Linked DNA regions of Mus musculus: region 2 is linked to region 1. The links are chromatin contacts, called in public Hi-C maps. All regions are on one chromosome and are shown on one strand. The core of a region is the stretch at or near the end of the contact, and the rest is flanking DNA. Distances in the headings are between cores, read along the strand shown. Region 1 holds the start of Rasl2-9 (RAS-like, family 2, locus 9). Region 2 overlaps Ssc5d (scavenger receptor cysteine rich family, 5 domains).

Evidence for each region. Hi-C and Micro-C count contacts between places; a contact is called where the count stands out from the background.
Region 2: a contact with region 1 is called in a Hi-C map of Th1 cells, with 4 times the contacts expected there. The contact joins the enhancer-like site here to the promoter of Rasl2-9 in region 1. A contact is called at or near these places in 2 of 39 promoter capture datasets (hematopoietic stem and progenitor cells and neutrophils), 14 of 484 Hi-C or Micro-C datasets (B cells, CD4 T cells, CD8 T cells and 10 more), 3 of 115 datasets of contacts at active chromatin or transcription factors (bone marrow-derived dendritic cells and microglia) and 2 of 9 other capture datasets (adipose tissue and liver).

The regions. Positions count from the first base shown.
Region 1 is chr7:5,124,224-5,127,424 of GRCm38.p6, reverse strand. Rasl2-9 (RAS-like, family 2, locus 9) reads left to right here and starts at 1,475. Exons shown (of 1, transcript NM_009028.2): 1 at 1,475-2,483. The coding sequence starts at 1,496. The coding sequence ends at 2,146.
Region 2 is chr7:4,942,013-4,945,213 of GRCm38.p6, reverse strand. It overlaps Ssc5d (scavenger receptor cysteine rich family, 5 domains), which reads right to left. Exons shown (of 14, transcript NM_173008.3): 13 at 2,342-2,500; 14 at 386-1,663. The coding sequence ends at 450. Among named protein-coding and RNA genes, the nearest start is that of Ssc5d, 18 kb to the right of the region's middle. Within about 2 kb of position 1,768, at least 64 of the 459 cell types and tissues checked have an H3K27ac peak or open chromatin away from gene starts, as enhancers often do. A contact at or near this core is called in B cells, CD8 T cells, Th1 cells and 1 more, where this site is marked.

The DNA of each region.
Region 1 (3,201 bases), core at 226-2,725:
CGGGCCCATCGTCCACTGCAAATGCTTCTAGATGGACTGAGCAGGTGCCAGGCATCTGCTGCATGAGCTGGTATTGAAGTATCGATTTGCCCTGGCAAATGTACACACCTCATGCTAGCCTCATGAAACTGGAATAAGCCTTTGAAAAGAAATTTGTCCTTGAAGCGTGTATCTGATATCAGCACTGGATCATAGAACTTGCTGATTTTTGACCTTGTATTCAAGTTAACTGCTCCCTTGGTATATGTTTAACACCCTGTGCATATCTTGATTCAGTCCTTAGTTCATGTGGCTCGGTCACTTGGGGCTGGGGAGAACACGCAGTGGAAGAGAAAGGCCCAGCCTGGTGGATCTCTGTGAGCACCACGGAGTGATCTGTGCAGGGTATTAACCAACAGCAGACTTCCAGGATTTCCCGAGGCTGGCAAGGGCTCCTGAACCAGTTACCACTCCTTCTTGCCAGTCTAACAGGGTGGGAAAGTCCGAGCCTTAGGACCCAGTTTCCGTTCTGGTTTCTTCCCTCCTGACCACCATCGGTTGTTAGTTGCCTTGAGTTGGGAACGTTTGCATCGACACCTGTAAATGTATTCATTCTTTAATTTATGTAAGGTTTTGTTGTACTCAATTCTTTAAGAAATGACAAATTTTGGTTTTCTACTGTTCAGTGAGAACATTAGGCCCCAGCAACACGTCATTGTGTAAAGAAATTAAAGTGCTTCAGTAACTGAAAAAAAAAAAAAATTTCCTACTACCTATGATATCAAGCTTGGCTTTCTACAAGAGTTCAATCTCTGACTCTCATTTAATTCTTCCATTCCTTCACACACATATATATATATATATATATATATATATATATATATATATATATACTTTTTTTTTTTTTTTTTTTTTTTGGTTTTTCGAAACAGGGTTCTCTGTATAGCCCTGGCTGTCCTGGAACTCACTTTGTAGACCAGGCTGGCTTCGAACTCAGAAATCCGCCTGCCTCTGCCTCCTGAGTGCTAGAATTAAAAGTGTGCGCCACCACACCCGGCTCTATATTTCTTTTATATTTGACATAAGATCGCCTTTTTTTTTTCCTTTGTCTCTAAAAACAAATTGTGCAGCCCGTTGCTTAGGCAAAAGGAGTTTTGTCAGAAAAGTTCAGATCTAACAGATCTGTTCAGGATGGCAGGCAGTTCACTGAGCCAAGCTGCCTTCCTCTGTGTCCCTGTCATGAATCCTTGATTCGGTACAATTCAGTAGGCTTCATCCAAGAAATGCAGAGATGGTTCAGTAAGTGAAAATCAGTCCTGGAAGGTAGCTGGAAGGACCCGGCAGAGCGCAACACGAGGGTTGGTTGTCCTTCGGGTGGGCACCGCAGCGGCGGGCGGTGCCCAGCTTCCCTTCCCCCACAGTCTGGTACAGAGTCTGCCTTCCCGCGCGCTCTTCCCGGCCGCTGCCTTTAGAGGGCGCACGTGCAGCAGCCGCTCTCTCCGGCAGGATCGCCGCGATGGCCGCCCAGGGAGAGCCGCAGGTCCAGTTCAAGGTCGTCCTGGTGGGCGACGGCGGCACCGGAAAGACGACATTCATGAAGCGCCACTTGACCGGAGAGTTTGAGAAGGAGTATGTAGCCACCCTGGGCGTGGAGGTGCACACATTAGTCTTCCATACCAACAGAGGACCTATCAAGTTCAATGTGTGGGACACAGCCGGTCAGGAGAAGTTCGGGGGGCTGCGCGATGGCTACTACATCCAAGCCCAGTGTGCCATTATAATGTTTGACGTAACATCAAGAGTTACTTACAAGAATGTGCCTAGCTGGCATAAAGATCTAGTGCGTGTGTGTGAAAACATCCCCATTGTATTGTGTGGCAACAAAGTGGATGTTAAAGACATGAAAGTGAAGGCAAAACCTATTCTCTTCCACCGAAAGAAGAATCTTCAGTACTATGACATTTCTGCCAGAAGTAACTACAACTTTGAAAAGCCTTTCTTCTGGCTTGCCAGAAAGCTCATTGGAGATCCTAACTTGGAGTTCGTTGCCATGCCTGCTCTTGCCCCACCTGAGGTAGTCATGGACCCAGCTTTGGCAGCACAGTACGAGCATGATTTAGAGGTTGCTCAGACGACTGCTCTCCCAGATGAGGAAGATGACCTGTGAGAAAGTGAAGCTGGAGCCCTGCGTCAGAAGTCTATTTTAGGCAACTGTCCTGTGATGCCAGCCAGCGGTGCAGTGTGTGTGCCACCTTATTTAGCTAAAGGAGATCGTGCAATTCATTGGGATGCTGAAGGAGATGAATGGGCTTCGGAGTGAATGTGGCAGTTAAAATACACCTTCATTTTTTTGGACTTGCGTATTTAGCCCCCTGGAACAGAGTTGTTCTGGATTTCAAAGATAAGACTGCTACCGTAGCATCACAATAGTCAGTGGTGAAATCTTGTTTGTAACTGTCATTCCCACTCTTTCATTTAGAATCAGAATAAAGTTGTATTTCATATTTGAAATATCTTCTAAATATCTTCTAAAAAAGAGAAAAATAAAATCAGCAAATGTAATCTATCACATAAACAAATTAAAAGGGGAAAAAAAACATGATCATATCTTTAGATGCACAAAGGGCCTTTGACAAAATCCAACACCTCTTTATCATAAAACTCCTTGAGAGCCTAGGGATACAAAAGACATACCAAACATAGCAAAGGCAATATAAAGCAATCTGATAAGCCGGGAGTGGTGGTGCCTTTAATTAAATGCCTTTAATCCCAGCATTTGAAAGGCAAAGGCAGGCGAATTTCTTTTTTTTTTAAGATTTATTTATTTATTATATGTAAGTACACTGTAGCTGTCCTCAGATACTCCAGAAGAGGGCATCAGATGATTGTGACCACCTTGTGGTTGCTGGGATTTGAACTCGGGACCTTTGGAAGAGCAGTCGCGCTCTTAACCACTGAGCCATCTCGCCAGCCCCCAGAGAATTTCTGAGCTCAAGGCCTGCCTGGTCTACAAAAGTGAGTTCCAGGACAGCCAGGGCTATACAGAGAAACCCTGTCTTGAAAACCCAAAAAAAAAGCAATCTGATAGCAAACATCAAATTAAAGGGAGATAAATTCAAAGCAGTTCTACCAAAATAAGGAGGAAGACAAGCTGTCCACTCTTTACATATCTATTGACTATTATACTTGAAGTTTTACCTAGAGCAATAAGACAACTGAAGG
Region 2 (3,201 bases), core at 519-3,018, 180 kb after region 1:
TCATCGGTAACACCGTGACCACCATCTTCATCATTATACCACAACACCACCACACCATCTTTGTCATCACGCTCATCGCCACTGACATCATCACACCATTATTGCCATCATCCCATCATCACAACCACCATGACCACCAACCACCATCACAGCATTGTGACCATCACCATGACCTTCACCATAAGCGCCATCCTGTCACTAACCATGATCCCTATCAACACCACTGTCACCCTGCCATCATCATCAATACCGTGAGCACATGACCATCAACTGCCATCACCTCACCATGATCTCCAACGCCATCACAGATGGCATTGACAAGTTAGGATCAGCATTGTAATTCTGTCCCTCCAGAGCCCCTGCTCCCCAGTAACAACACCCACACTTCGATTGTACATACGTTGGCTTTTGTTTAAGAGTATCTTAAGCACCGTGAATTTCAGAGTGGGTCACACATCTCCCCTCAGAGGCCTCTCCTCCTCCTCTGTGGTGGTGGTCATGGGCACAGGAGTGCTGGGGGGCCAGGCCACCTCTGCTAGCCTCTTTACAGTCTCACTCAGCTGCCCCAACCCCTGAGCAGCCTCTACCAACTGGGCTAGGCCCAGTGCCAGGACTTGGCGCTCCTGCCGGTCCTGCTCCAGGACCCAGGTCAGTCTCTGCAGCTGGTCACCCACCTCCCTCACAGCACCTACCAGCTCCACCAAGGCAGGTGGCTCACAAGCCATGACCCTTACTGGTGGTAATGGGGACACACATGGCCCAAAAGGATCTGGGTTGTGATTAGGGGTTGGCCCTTGAGTGAGGTGGTCTGAAGCTGAGTGTAAGGTCTGGCTTCTGGGTGGTTTGAAGGCATCTGTGGGTAGTGGGTCCAAGTTTGAGGCTGGAGAGGGACTGGAGGGGCCGGACTCCGAGGCTAGAAAGAGCTCTAGGTTCTGCGTCTGGGATGCGTCTGTGGATGGGGCTTCCTCAAAGGTCAACTCTGAGTTTAGTCTAGGCTTAGTGGGAGAGGAAAGTTCTGTCTTTCGGGAGGATGGAAGGGACTCTGTAGGGGTGGCAGGGGTTGAGGAAGGGTGAGTATTGGTGGGAGGTTGAGGACTTGTGGCGGGGTGAGGGCTCCTGGGTTGCTGAGGGTTTGTGGTAGGTTGAGGGGCAATGGTGGGGTAAGAAGTTGTGTTGAGTTGAGGGATGCTGGTGGGGTGAGAGGCTGTAAACGGCTGTGTGGGGGTCCTGGTGTTCATGGGGAGGTCTGAGGAGTCAGAACTTTCTGGGATTATTTCAGGTGCTGGTGTTGTATCAGGTCCTGGAGTCAGCTCTGAGGTAGGAGAAAGCCTGCTCACTTCTGATAGCATAGAGGAGGCAGAGGTTAGCCCTTCAGGGGAGGTGGGTGTTGGGCTGCCTGAAAGCTCTGGGGAACGTGTTGGAAGCAAACTGGTATTAGGAGTGGACAAGGCAAAGGTTGCTGGGGAGGGAAGTCCTGGGGTGAGTAGAGATGGTTTGGGGGAGCTAGAGGTCCCCTCCTGCTTTGAGTCTGGGATGAGTTGTGGCCAGGAGCCAGAGGTCTGCCGTGAGCCAGAAGGCTCTGGTGAAGAGGAGGAAGCAGGAGATGAGGTGGTGGCTGAGGTGGGCAGCGGCCGGCGCTCAGGTGTTGGCTTCCTTGGTGAACCTGGAGTTGGAGAAAAGAGGGGCAGATCGGTCAGAGGTCAGTCTGCCCTATTGCCCTATCTACGTATTCCGCAAAGTCCCTTGAGGAGAAGACCAATGGGAAGGCAAAGATCTTCGTGACATCATGGGTCACCGGCAGATTTCACCAGGCCCTAGTGCCCCTCCTCCTCAACTCTTGCGAGGTCCCTGCCGCCACCTGGTGGCCTATGCGGGGAACACAGATGCCTACAAGTACAGAGTGGAGAAAGAGCCCAGGGGACCAGAAAGATGAACACGCTTTGGGATACGAGAAGACTCCTAGGAAACACCCACAGTGAGACTCTATGTGATAATTAACGTTCACTGTCAACTTGACAAGATTTGGAATCACCCAGGGGACACAGGTCTGAACATGTCTATATGGGAGTTTACAGAGAGATTTTATTGAGGAGGGAGAAACAACCATATCTATCGCTTGGGCTGGGGTTCTAAACTGAATGAAAAGAAGTGAGTTAGTCAGGCGTGGTGGCCCATGCTTTCAACCCCAGCCTTTTAGAGTCAGAGGCAGGAGGAAGTGTGTGAGTTCGAGGCTGTCTCTCTGCTTGATCTTTGAAGTAAGAAGTAGTTACCCCTAGGAGCTTGGAGCCCATCTCTGTACCCCAGGACACATACTCCCCAGGCCTCTTTGCCCATGCCTCACCTGCACGGGCCCTTGGAGCTGGAAAGGGGTGGCCGGGACTCTTGCTGGTGCTAGTGGTAACTGTGGATCCAGGCTTGGTTGTGGTGGGGGTCCCCTTGAACAGACCCCTTCCTGAAGGTGTATCCCACGTCCAGGAAGACTCATAACCTCCCTGGTCATCTGCAGATGTGTGAGGAAGAGAGTTGAGTCCTCCTTCCACTTTTTCCTGCTGCTCATTACCACAGCTCACCCGTCATTCAGCCCCTCAGCCTATGTCACCTTGTCACCGGTCAGGATGCTCTTGGCTAGTAAACGCAGAACCTGAAGAGGTTATCCCATAAAGCAAATGCGTGCATTGATTCCGTTCAAAGCAATATTGTTTTTGACACAGTCTCAGGTAGCTCACACTGAACTTGAACTCATGTAGCTGATGCTGGCCTGGAATTCCAATCTCCCTTTACATTTTAAAATGACATGTATTTATTAGTGCATGTGTGCCTTCCACCATGTGTGCTCCAACAATACTTGTCAGGTTTGTCACCAAGTATCCTATCTACTGAACTATCATGCTGTCCCAAGCAGCCTTTTTTAAGCCATAGCACACACATACACACATGCACAAACATAATACAGTTAAAATAAATAGATAAATAAATGGGTGACAATAAATAATTAACAAAAAGAAAAAACGTTCCTGAGTCTCATAAATACTTAGAATACACAAACCTTTCCAGGGTGAATCTCAGGGGAAAGACTAAAGACACGATTAAGCCCAGAGAAAGGCAACACACTCCGGGCTTTGACGAAGGAAGGGGCTGGAGCTGGAAAAGTCAAGAGGGCAGCTTCTCCCCTAGGGATCAGCCCTGCCTGATCTTAGATCA